Linked DNA regions of Sus scrofa: region 2 is linked to region 1. A link is a contact called in public Hi-C data. All regions are on one chromosome and are shown on one strand. The core of a region is the stretch at or near the end of the contact, and the rest is flanking DNA. Distances in the headings are between cores, read along the strand shown.

Region 1 (6,358 bases), core at 1,174-3,673:
GTGATGGCACTTAGTCCCTTCCAAGAGCCAGGCCCTGACCTAAGTGCTGTACATCACAAGAATCTGATTTAATCCTCATGACTATTTTAGCCCTGATTACAGAGAAGGAAACTGAGGCCCAGGTGTCCCCAGTGACACAGCCAAGGGGGCTGGCTTCAAAGCCCAGGACTGACTCCGAAGCATGTGGCAGGAAGTTGTAGGCAGGGTCATCATGGCCCCCGGTGGTCTCTGCTTCTGATGACTTGGGAAGGACTTCCCCTATCCCTCCCACTGTGGCTGTTAGTGAAAATCCTTCCCAGAACCTCCACAGGACAATCTACTCTGATAAGTTCTTTGAGTGTCTTTCTCTGAGTGAGGCCAGAAAGACCAGAAGTGGTCCATGCACTCGGTCTGATGAGGGAAGCTGCAGTGAACAGTGAACCCCGGGGATGTGAGGGCAGAGGACCGAGGAGAAACTAAAAGCTTCGCTCCGACTCTCCCTACTCTACAAGCACCCCACCCACAAAGTGGGGTTAATGAACCTGCCCCTACTTGGGTCTGGGACAAGGAACATGTGAAACTAAAAGCATTCCAGATGCCACAATTTTTACTGCTCTTGTGGCCACGCCCTGGGAATTCCTCAGAAGCCTTTGGCTTTCCCAGTCCATAAGGCTGGAGGCCTGGTCCTGGTCTGGGGCCAGCCCTGCAGGGCCCTCATCCAACAAGAGAGGGTCCCTAGAGGCCATTGTAGTGGGGGGACACACCCCTACAAAGTCAGGAATGGAGGTGGGGCAGGGAGAGCCCTTTTCCCCATCATCTCCGGGGTGGAATGAGAGATACTACGGGCAGCCTTGTGCGGGTGGGGTGGGGGGGAGGTGATCCTGGATTTTAGCCCCATCCAAGGCCAGTCAGAAGACTTCACCTCCAACATACAAGGCCTGGCTAACAGGGCAAGGAGCACCTGATGACATGGTTCCACACAGGTCACTAAACACTGAGTCACAGAGGCTGGGTGAGGCCCCAGCTGGGAATCCTGACCTTTGCCCCTAGTGCTGATTCAGCCAAGAGGGGAGTCAGGGCAGCATGGAAGCTCCCCCAGGGTACTAGGTACCCAAATCCTTCCATTGGCCATGCTCTTCCCACCCATCCCCCAACAATAGGAAGGATAATGACTGTGCCGCAATTAGCATAAATACACTTGCCTTAGGAGCTGCAGGTGGCAGAGAGCCTTATTTTGCCAGCCAACCGCCCCCCCCCTCCCCCCGCCACAGCTCTGTTCCTTCTTCAGGGCCTGATTCCTTCCCAGGGAACCAAGAAGAAACAGAACTGTAGCCACAGAATTCTAGAATCACAGGCTCAAAATTGTAGATCACAGAGTTCCAGATCCATGCCCATGGAATCCCAGAAACACGAGATTCAGAATTTATACCCATAGGGCCCTGGAGCCTCAGGACTGCTGGCCACAGAATCCTGGAGTCACAGAGTATTCTGGAACATAGGACCCAGAAATGCAGCCCACTGAATCGTACGCACCAGGGGACTCAAATCTGAAGCCCACGGAATCTTAAGAGATCACAGCATGTAGCACACAAAATCCTGAAACTTTGGTAAGCAGAAGCAAAGCCCACGGCTTTCTAGAACCACAGGAGAGGAACGAAGCTGTGAGCTCCCGGGAGGACATCAGCACTAGGAGGTGCCCCTGGAGCTCACCTCCTCCAAATACTCGGCCTCCAGCACCACCCAGCTAGGCGGTGGTCAACTGGCTCCCAGCCAGCGCCCCTCCGCGGCCTCCAGGAGTGACAGGATGTCAGAGCCCCAGAGAGACTGGAGGGCGGGGACGTTCCGCGGGGGATGCCGGTCAGGGAAACCCTTCCGGCAGACCCTAGGACCCCGGCTGCGCAGGCGCACTCACCGGCAGTGTCGTAGAGGTTCAGGGTCACCTCCTTGCTGCCCACCGTCACTCTGGCTGTGTACTTCTCGAACACGGATGGGGCATAGTGCTGTCGGAGGAGGGGTCGGGTTGTGGTTCTTAAGGGGTGCGACGGGAGCCCAGGGCCCAACTGGACCCCCATCCTCCACCTTCATCCCCTCATTCTGCTGGGCCCAGACATCTCTTTGCTAGGCTCTGGAATTCCCGAGGGGGCGCCCCGGGGTGACAGCCGCTTCTCCGTGCGCAGGATGCTGAGGACCTGGACCCGGGGCTCAAGCTGAAGACCGTTCCTCGTCCCCAGTGGTCCCAAGTCCATCCCCACCGCCCCTAACCTACCTGCCTCCAGTCTTCCCCCCCACCCCGGGGCGGGCCTCACCTCGGGGAAGGAGCCCTGGCTGTACACCATGAGCAATGAAGTCTTGCCGCAGCCGCCATCGCCCACGATCACAATCTTCAGCTCCTTCCGGCCCGGGCCTGGCGCGGCGGTCGGGGCCGGGGCCCCAGGGGTGTCCATAGCCCGCAGCCGGCAGCACTGGCGGCAGCGCGCAGGGAAGAGCGCTGGGGTTGAGCGAACGAAGCGGGGGCGGGCCCGGAGGCGGGGCTAAAATGAGCCCCGCCCTCGGAAAAAGACACCACCTCCGCCAGGCAGTCAACCGGGTCGACCTCCCAGCCTGTTTCCTTCCTGCTAGGGTCTCAGGCCAGTCTTCACTTTTCATTCCCAGGGAAACTGAGGCAACTGAAAAAGCGCTCAGCCGCAAGCGCAGCTCCTATTCCCCCCCCACTAGTCACGGCGCGCCCCCAACCGGCAAGATACGACGTTTCCATTCCTCCCTACCCAGCACCTTTGATTGGCAGACTGTCTTCGGGCACGGACCCTCTGATAGGCCGACTCGGCCTCCTCCAATCCGACAAGGACCCTTTGATTGGCGGATTGTCTCCCAGCGGGTTCGAGGAGTCTAGATCTCAAGCTCTCAGCTTTGCCCCGCCCCAACTAGGTGGCCTAGGGGAAGTCTGACCTCTCCCCCAAGAAAGTAGCGTCGGCGGTGCCAGGGAAGATCAGGGTATGGAGGTCGTGTCTGCCCATCAGATACCTGCTTGTGTGCGGGGATCAGCAGTTACGCTTACCTATCACTCCGCCCCCAAAGGTGGAGGTCTGGCGCCCTCTGCCGGGCGATTGCCTCGGCGCCGCGAATTTGGAAACAGGTGAGCGGCCCCAGAACAATACCCTTTCGAGGGTTGGCCCCAAACCACGCAAGCTGAAGCCTCTTTCTAGCAAGGCCCAGAACCGTGAACCAAGCAAGACTTCGTCGAGGAGGGAACGGGGAAAGCGAGGGTAGATCTAGTTGAGATCAGCTGGGCCCTGTTCTGCCCACTTTGGAGACTAACAACCCCTCTCCCACAAAGAAATTTGTGTTCTTCAGCCAGCAGCCACACACATCCTTAATCCCAAGCTCTCTCCCCATCCCTCCCAACTCCTCACCAAAGCTATTTATTGAGCCTTGGCCCTGGACAGGTACTCTCAGGATGGCTGGCTGAGATCACCCCTGCCTTCCAACCCTTACCTCCTTGCGACCTCGGGCTGTCTTTTGCCCAGAGGTCAGGAGTGGCAGAGGGAACCCCTGGAGCAAGTACATGCCAAGCAAGTACCCAGACATGGCTAGGCGAGAGAGGTCTTTCCCAGCTGGGTAGGACCACTAGTAGTTCCCTCAGGAAAGGGCTGGCAGCACTCAGGATCTTCTTAACCCCACTTCACCTGGAAGATTCCCCACTTCCAAGTTCTCAACAAGGATCAGGTAAACTCTACTACGGAAAGGAAACTGCCAACCTGGCAGTTCCATAAATGCCAGGTGGAGGTTTTCAACAGCTGCAAGGCCTGATCTGATCACCAGATGGCAGCAGCGACCACCCCTGGAAGTCCCCAAAGAGCCCAGCGCTGGGAAGAGAAGGGCCAGCTCAAAGTAGTTAAGTGGAAAGCCTTTTCCTGTCCCTGGGCCAGAAGACATTTGCTGGGTCAAGCACTCCTGGACGAATTAACAGCCATCCATTCATTCCTTTTTTGCAGCACAAGTTTATTGAGAGGGAATTGTGTTCCTGCCTCTGAGGAACTCAGTCTTGGGGGAAGCGTTCTGAGATGTGAACAATTTAGACACCAGAGCCTCTAGGGTTCAGAGAAGGTTGAGAGGCAGGCAGCACATGAACCAAGCTTGTCAGTGCTGGCAGGAAAGGCCAGCAGAAGTAGGATGGGTACCCAGCCTGGGTAAGTGTATGGTGGCTAGACATCATATCAGGTTTGGCAGTGGCTGGGGAGTGAGGGAGGCCAGACATGATTGTCAAGTTAGTAACCAGGGTTAGATCGTGGAGGCCTGGTTGCCAGGCTCAAGAGGGGTGCTGGACAGAGGCTCTTAACAGGAGAGGAGCCCAGACAAAGCTTTTCCCATGACCAGGGAGGAGCTGTGATTGGCTGGTGAGGCTGGGACAGGGCTGGGGTGCACAGTGGCAGCTGGAAGCTAGCAAAAGAGGAGGGAAACAGGTCCAAATACATGTCAGAAGTGAGATTCCTCAGGACCACTGGAGCGGAGGGGGGGGGCATCACTTAGGGAGGGAGAGGATGGAAGAGGGCTTGGAGGGAGCGGGGGAAGCACTTACCTTTGAGCCAGGCACAAGCCTCTTCCCTTTGGCTGCCTCAGGCTTGCCCCGCATCAGGGACCCCGAAGCTCAGGGAGTGGCTGGGAGAGTAAGACTGCCTCACCTGGAGGAACCTTGGGAGATTTCACTTAGAAGGGTCACCCACTCTGAGCAAACTGTGTCATTCACTCCAGCCTGTGGGGGGAGGGGAAGGCTCTTGACTTTCCTCAAAATCCTCAGATCTCAGTTTCCATTTTTCCCGTCTTGAGAAATAGATTTCAACTTATGCCAGAACAAATGACTTACACAAAACCAAGAGAAAGGAAGAAGAAAAGTGAGTCTTCTCAGCCCGGCCCAGGTCCAGGCAGGACAGCTGATGCTGGGCCCAGCCTGCCCACCCACCCCTGCCTGGCCAAGAGGCTGGCAGAGCCCCAACCCCACCCGGCCTGGAGCATGTTGGATTTGGACCTGGCTCCTGTGGTGGTGTAGGGGCTGGATCTGTAGCTAAAAATATCCAGCAGCCAGGCCAACTGCTCAGAGCTTCCACAGAGGCGCTGGGCCAGACAGGCCAGCTGAGGCACTGGGAACGCCCACACATTCTGGAAGCCCTGTTCTCTTACCTGCGAGATGTTCTGAGGACCGGTGTCATTCCTCTATTCACCAGGAATTCCTGGAGAGATTTAGGAGGGTAAGAAAGCATCTTTAAATTCGAGCTTGCCACAGAGCTATTTAGACACAGAAGCCTAGGAGAGCTGGCAGGTGACATTTATGGGAATGAACAAATAAATTTAGGCCTGGGCTCTATTATGGGCAGGTCCACTTCTGTCTTGTCAGGGCAAAGTCTGGCCAGTATAAGTTAGGATGGGGAAATCAACATCAATGCTTGAGGCTTCTGCTTCCCAGGAGCATCAGAACACTCTGGGATATCATCCACCTCATGTGAGACAGAGACTGAACCTTCCTTGAGGTCCCAGAGATGGGAGGTGGCCCTGGCAGGGAGTGCTGTCAAGGTTATCTATCCCTGTTCCAAGATTCCCTCCAGGCCTCAGCACTTGGTGGTGGGGTCGGGGAGTCACTGCTGGAGTACAAAAAGCTGCCTGCACAAAGCCATACTGGGAAACAGCTAAAAGGTTATCCAGCAACTCCCTCTTCCTGGCTAACATGGGGGAGACCATGACTCCTGGAGGGGTGGGAAACTGCCTAGGTCACCAACCAGCTGGAGACAATACTGGACCCAGGCGGCCTCTGAGATGGCGGGCTGCCCATCTCCACAGTCCAGGCAGAGGCTGAGTCTCCACACACAGGGTCCAAAAGGTCGGATTCCAGGCCACGGAAGATGGGCCGGAAGGGGCGGGACCCAGGCGGCCAGTCGTAAGGCAGGTCCAGCCACCTCCCCAGCCCTTCCGCTGGCGTGGCCCTCTCAGGGCAGGCTCCACCAGCTGGGCGCCAGGAGCAGCCCCGCCCCGAGCTCACTGGGTGATCAGGGCGGAGCCACCCTCTGGGCCCAAAGAGGACAGATAGGCTGCCCCGCCCCTCTCTCCACAGAGGTGATACTGGCGTGGGGGACAAAGAAATCAAAAAGAGGGGGTGAAAGAGGAAAGGAAGCAGGAAGGTGGTGCAGGTTGTGGGGGCATCGCTCCCTTCCAGGAAACACCCAGACCACAGCTGAGCACCTAATTGCTCCCTAATTGGTCTGAGGGCGGGAGTGGAGAAACGGGAGTAGAGAAACTGGCTGTAGCCCTTCAGGCTGCTGCTGGGAGGGAAATCACTTTAACTGTCCAGTGCCCAGAGTAGGCAGACTCCTACCCTACAGAGCCCTAAAGA
Region 2 (6,749 bases), core at 1,522-4,021, 130 kb before region 1:
TTAGGAGAGTGAGAGGGGCAGGATGTTGGAGCCAGAGAAAGGAAACCTGGCCCCATCCCCACCCCGAAGCCCCCTGCTGAGCTGCCCCTCCTACCTCCTTTTGTTCCTTAATCAGCAAATCTGCTCCCCCCCAAATCCTGGCTTCCTGGCTCTTCCCAACTAGACCATCTGACCACTCTCAGGCCCTGTGGACCCTCAAAATGTTGCCTTTACCCAATTCTGAGCTAGGGTCTCTTGGAACCAAAGATACCTCATTATCTTTTTCCTTGAACCTGTTCCTATTGGGGATCTCCGGTGGGAGAGATCCTGTGAGAGGCCTTGGGTGATAAGGAAGTAATTTAAATAGACGGAAGTTTGCTCTCAAGACACTCATATGCTGGGAGCCACCGCCCGCCCGCCCCCCCCCGCCAGGTCAATGCATAAACTAGGTGATTTCAAGTATTGTAGTGATCAGAACTATAAAGGAAATAAAACAGGGTGAGATGGCAGAACATAAAATGGGGACTACTTTAGATAGAGAGGAAACATCTCTTTTTAGAGATAATAGTTGAACTGAGACACAGATGGTAAGTGAAAGAAGTTAACAAGAACAAAGGCCACCAAAGAAACAAGCTCAGTGGGGTGAGATTTCAAATGTCAAGTCTTCATAAAAACAGGCCTCTGAGAGAACCCCAGAGACTTTCGGGGCGGGGGTTCAGTTTTATCGCATAATGTGGGTGAGTGGAGGGACGCCCTCTGGTGGTGACAAGACTTAAATTTCACACGGCGGACCTGGAAGCCGCATGCCTGTGACTTGATTCTGGGCTAATTGAGTTTCACTCATTCCTGTCTCTCCCACACTTATTCATTCAACAGATATTTACTGAGCAGTGTGCCAAGCAATACTCCAGAGTTGTGAAACCAGCAGTGAAGGTCCGTGCGTTCCTAGAGCTGATACCTTAGGGAAATCGCTGTTTTCTTCTGCCCCTGGAGAGCAGATGCCCTCTTCTTCGTTTTGCTGGTTCAGGTCTCAGCTCAAAAGTAACCAAATCAGGCATAGCAAAAACCACTTCAACTAGGAACCATGTAGTCGCGTGTTTGATACCTGGCCTCGCTCAGTAGGTTGAGGATCTGGTGTTGCTGTGAGCTGTGGTGTAGGTCTCGCAGATGTGGCTCAGATCCTGCGTTGCTGTGGCATAGGCCAGCAGCCCTAGCTCTGATTCAACCCCTAGCCTGGGAACCTCCATATGCTATGGGTGTAGCCCTAAAAAGAAAAAAAAAGTGACCAAATCAGAAAGATGTGAACTTATTTTGTTGATTGCCTGTTCTTTTCACTAAAATATACGATTCCATGAAAGTTACCATTTTCTTGGAATACCTCAGCCTGGTGCACAGTACATTTATTGGATAGGTGTATTAACCGGTACCGTGGCTTTTGTTCCAGACGCTGGTGAATTGTAAGTGAACGAATTGGACAAAACAGACCAAAATACTTAACCTAAAATATAAAAAGGCCTCGGAGTTCCGGAGTTCCCGTTATGGCGCAGTGGTTAACAAATCCGACTAGGAACCATGAGGTTGCGGGTTCGGTCCCTGCCCTTGCTCAGTGGGTTAACGATCCGGCATTGCCTTGAGCTGTGGTGTAGGTTGCATTCGCGGCTTGGATCCTGCGTTGCTGTGGCCCTGGCGTAGTCTGGCGGCTACAGCTCCGATGAGACCCCTAGCCTGGGAACTTCCATATGCCGCGGGAGCGGCCCAAAGAAATAGCAAAAAGACAAAAAAAAAAAAAAAAAAAAAAAGGCCTTGGAGTTCCCTGGAGCCTCAGGTGGTTAAGGATCCAGAGTTGTCACTGCCCTGCTCAGGTTCAATAACTGCCTCCTCCTCAACTTACACATGCTGAAAGCGAAGCAGAAAAAAAAAGGCGCTTCTAAGTTTTTCAAATTAAAATCGTAGCCCTGCACTACCCATGTTCCTTTTCCCTGCTTTATTTTTTCTATACATCTGTCACCTTCTAAACGATTATAATTTACTCAGTGTTTGCACCGCTCCTCCACTAAAATGTAAGCTCCATGTAGCGGGCAGGAGATTTTGTCCATCTTTTTCACCAACCTAGCCTCAGTGCCTAGAGCAGTGTTGGCACCCAGTAGGTGCTCAATAAATACAGAATTAACTTTAGATCACAGCCGCTCTTTCTCCTGCAGGTCTTGAGTCACCTTGTTCCAAGGGGGAAGGAAATTAGCTTCAGCAGGCGCCCAGAGGTGACCTCAGGTGGCCCGACCCAGCAGTCGGAGCTCCGAGAGAAGGGCCATTGGAGCAGCTGTGGAGATGGGAGGCGCTCGGAGAGGCCCCGGGGGCTGGGGTGCTTCCAGGAAGAGAGGCGGGTGCAGTCAGCGCGGGCATAGGACTGTGGGTGGTGCTGTCGGAACAGAGAAGTCACGTGACTCGCGTTGCTCGCCCCCCCCACGCTTCCTCCTGGGCGGGGCTTGAGTGGGCAGGACGCATGCAAATAAGCCAGGGGCGGCAGCCAATCCTGGAGCGCGCCGAGGGGCCCTGGGATCCTGGACGCTGGCTCACGCGCAAGCTCTCGTCTCTGCCGCCCCCGGCTTTTGCCAGCGGCGAGACGGCCCTGAGAGCTGGATCTGTAGTCGCTTCCTCGACCTCCTTGTTTTCCGCGGCCGGCCGGTTGAGGCCGGACCCGCGCGGGGGGCAGGCGGCGGCTGCTTCAGCAGAGGCGGAGGTGCGGCGGGGGCGGGGGCCGCTGCCCTCGGAGGCGCCCGGGCCGGCCCGCGCCTTTGCAGCGTGCTCCATGCATCCGGAGCCCGCCCCGCCTCCGAGCAGCAACAGCCCTGAGCTTCCCCTCAGCGGCGGCAGCACCACCAGCGGCAGCCGCCGGAGCCGCCGCCACAGCGGGGACGGGGAGCCCCCGGGGTCGCCGCCGCCGCCGCCGCCGCCGCCCGCGGTCACCTACCCGGACTGGATCGGCCAGAGTTACTCCGAGGTGATGAGCCTCAACGAGCACTCGATGCAAGCGCTGTCTTGGCGCAAGCTCTACTTGAGCCGCGCCAAGCTCAAAGCCTCCAGCCGGACCTCAGCTCTGCTCTCCGGCTTCGCCATGGTGAGCTCGGGCAGCCTGCCCTGCCCTGCCCCCTTTCACGTCCTGGCCACTGCCACTCGCAGCCCCGACGGGACCCGTGGGGGATCTAGCTGAGCGAGCTGGGGTTGAAAGGGAAGAGCTGGGAGAAAGCTGCCGTGGACGCGGGAGGGGGCCAGAGGTGCTGGACGTGAGGAAAGAGGGGCGATCATTGACACCCGATGTGGGAGATTGGGTGTCTTACTATGTGCAGGGTTGGAGGGCTCAGGTGCCTTCAGGTGGACCAGCTTGATGCAGCTTGGTCCTCGACGTAGATCTGTCTGTAAGAAGACAGTCCCACATATGTTCTGGGGGCAAGGAAAGTCATGAGCGGTCTGATCTCTTTGAGAACAGGTGGCAGGAGGTTGGGAGAAGGACCCCCGAGTGTCTCCCTTGTGCCCCCACATTTGAGGCTAGCAGGAATTTGCCAGGTTCTTTGATTACCTAGTAGAGGGGATTTCCTCACAGCCTTGCTCCTGCTGCGTTTTCCGAGAGCCTCAGCCCAGGGGGGTTGACAAACACTCCCCACCCGCAGTTTCTTCTTCAGAAACTTGCCACTGAGTCACTGGGTGTGGGGGAGGAGCATGGGACATGTTCCCGTTGAATGGGCTCGTTCTTGATTTAGGGGGTAGGCCTAGTGTCCTCTGCCAGGGCGGGCTGGATTGGAGTGAGAACTAGCCTTGAAGGTGGGATGGGTGAGGCTGAGGTTGGGCTGAGAAGTGACCCCGTGGATGCCCTCAGGCCAGGAATCTTGGCGTCTACCCAGGCAGGGAGCTAGAAAACAATTCATGGTTCTCGCCTTCAGTGACATCAGCCCGCCTGAATGGGGTCTGCCCCCACCCCAAGATCTCTAGCCCACAGCACTCCTGCCTCACCCATGAGTGAGCTAAGCTTTTGGCCTTGAAGGAGGGAGTGGCTGCACCCTTGTGTTTTCTTGGGAAGGCGTTGTGTCTGGTACTCTCCCAGAGTCTCACAAACAAGTGGGTGATGCACAATGCACAGGAACAAGAAATTTTTGGAGGCCCTAAGCAGGCCCTCAGCACCCCAGGCCTCAGTGGAAAAGCCAGAGGATTGAGGGAGGGAACGAGCTCTGCCCCTTGCTGTCCCCTTGATCTCAGACTGATTCCTCTGTGGGCCTTGATTTCTGAATTGTAAAATGAAGGCTGCTACTCAGAAGTTTCTCAGACTAGCAGTAGCTGAGGGAGCCCTTGAGAGAGGGTGTGTGTGTAAGGGAGTGGCACTCTAGTTTTTAGTTTAGGTCCATATGACAGGATTCTGTTATCAGCCCCAAATCCTAGGAAGAGCTGACACTTACGAAGCACCCATTAGGTGCTAGGCACTGTGTAGGTTCCTTGACTCCCCCACTAAGTCCTCAACCCTTTGATGTGGTTTTGTCAGGGGACTTAGGTGCTGAATCAGGATTTGAACCCGAGTCTGCTGGCATCCAAGACTCTTTTGGGCACTTGTGCCGTTTGTGGTGTGTGGAGTTCCAATCAACATCCAGCCAGGGACATGTTAGGACCAGGCCTAGTAGGGAATGAGAAATAGAGCAGAGAAGCTTCTTTTAAGCAAAGTAAGATGTTACAAGTAGGTGGAAGGGAGTGACACCATGGCTATCAGCTTTTCACAGCAGTGCTCTGAGTTTCGGATGGGGGAGTGCCTATTTGCCTTTTTCTTGGGGTCATAAATTCATAGCTGCCCAGGCTCCTTCCCACCCCAGAGGAAGTGAGGAGCTGACGGGGACACTTTCCTGTCTTCTCAAGTCCTCTCTCAGAAGCCGGGCCTCCTAATCAAATGTCACCTCCCTCTTCCTCTTGCTAAAAACAGTGTGGGGGAAGTCGGGCAGCCTGGCTAGCCAGCAGCATTTGGTGGGCCTTTATTGTCCCCAGACTGTTTCTGGGGGACCTGTATGTTACCCACTGAGGGTGGAAAGGCTTCCTGGCTCCACTGATGAAAGTTCTGCTAGCAGGAAGGCTGAACCCTGTGACAGCTTCCATTCTGAGGACTTAGTGGGGGAGTCAAGAAAGTAACTGTGTTTGCCGTGAGTGTGGAAATCTGTTGGAGAGGTGGGGCTGGGGTGGGGAATAGGGCTCAGCAGTGCAGATCTGCCTGCGCCCCACCCCCACCACAGACATCCAGCCTTGTGAAGGAAGGGGTGCCCTGTGGCCCAGTGCCATGGAAACAGAGTGAACAGCTTTCCTGGACTCCTCTCCCTTGGCCTGTGAGTCAGCACCTCCAACTTCCTGCCCCCAGAGGGCTTCCTTCCTAAGGACCTGGAAACCCAGAGGAACTGACATGATGTGACCTTTGATCTCCAGGGGTGGGAGACTTGGTGAGGATGCCAGGCTCACCTGCTCAGAAAGGTGAGATCAAGGGGGGGGGGGTCTCCCAAGAGCCTGGAGGGGTTGGAGAGACTCCCCTTTCATGGGTGGAAGGGCCTGGCCAGGTGCCCTGTGCTGGGGAAATAGGCTGTGGGGCCTCAGACAAGCAGCCTTTTCTCTTTGGAGCCAATTTTCTCATGTGTACAAAGGAGGCGCATACACTGCTCTCACATGGACTTGCATGAGGATTCATTTACCAAGTCTGATTGGCCCATGAGGGATTGAGGAATTACCGGGGACTGATGATGTACACCTTAGCTGGACCCTCTAGTCTGTAGATAAGATTCCCACCTTTGACAGCATTTCTACAAACTACAGGCCTTGGGAGTTCCCGTTGTGGTGTGGTGGAAATGAATCCGACTACTATCCCTGAGGACGAGGGTTCAATCCCTGGCCTTGCTCAGTGGGTTAAGGATCTGGCATTGCCTCGAGCTGTGGAGTAGGTCACAGACGTGTCTCGGATCCCTCGTTGCTGTGGCTGTGGTATAGGCTGGCAGCTATAGCTCCGATTCAGCCCCCTAGCCTGGGAACTTCCACTTCCATATGCCATGGGCATGGCCCTAAAAAGCAAAAATAAATAAATAAATACAAACCTCAGGCCTTGTCTAGGCTCAGCATCCAGACTACAAAACCAGGAACCCTGGAGATGGCAAGTGATAAGCACTCTGCAAATGCTACTTGAGCCAAGGGTACCCTGGGCTAGGACCGGGGCCTTCCTTGCCTCACTTTACCTCAGCAAGAAGCAGCCAGCCTCGGCCTGTCCCTGTCCCCCATGGGGCCATGGCCAGCACAGGCTACGATCTTAGTTTGCTAGGGAGGGCAGCCTGTAACGTTAGCCTAAGCAGAAGATAATTGGGAAGGTCAGCTTGCTGCCGTAAACAAAATGCTTTCCATGACCTGGGATCAATTATTTTTGGATTATCTGCCTCCTCAAGTTCTCCGCCAGCCAACACCCTTTTGTTCCCAGGTTCCAGTGCAAGTTCAGAAGCTGCTTGGGATTTCTCAGAAAATGAGTTGGAAGGAAGGGCTCAAATCATAAGACATTGTTGGAGTTCCTGTTGCGGCACAGTGGCTAACGAATCCAACTAGGAACCATGAGGTTTCGGGTTGGATCCCTGGCCTCGCTCTGTGGGTTAAGGATCTGGCGTTGCTGTGAGCTGTGGTGTAGGTGGCAGACGCGGCTCGGATCCCGAGTTGTTGTGGCTCTGGTGTAGGCCGGCGGCTACAGCTCCGATTTGACCCCTAGCCTGGGAACCTCC

What was found. A called contact is a pair of places that touch in the nucleus more often than the background predicts.
Region 2: a contact with region 1 is called in a Hi-C map of liver, with 2.6 times the contacts expected there. The contact joins the promoter of ORAI1 here to the promoter of RHOF in region 1. A contact is called at or near these places in 1 of 5 promoter capture datasets (liver), 6 of 47 Hi-C or Micro-C datasets (alveolar macrophages, heart right ventricle, liver and 2 more) and 2 of 2 datasets of contacts at active chromatin or transcription factors (alveolar macrophages and skeletal muscle).

What each region holds. Positions count from the first base shown.
Region 1 is chr14:30,892,465-30,898,822 of Sscrofa11.1, reverse strand. RHOF (ras homolog family member F, filopodia associated) reads right to left here and starts at 2,423. Exons shown (of 5, transcript NM_001123190.1): 1 at 2,286-2,423; 2 at 1,892-1,979. The coding sequence starts at 2,423.
Region 2 is chr14:31,024,030-31,030,778 of Sscrofa11.1, reverse strand. It overlaps ORAI1 (ORAI calcium release-activated calcium modulator 1), which reads left to right and starts at 2,771. Exons shown (of 2, transcript NM_001173519.1): 1 at 2,771-3,094. The coding sequence starts at 2,786.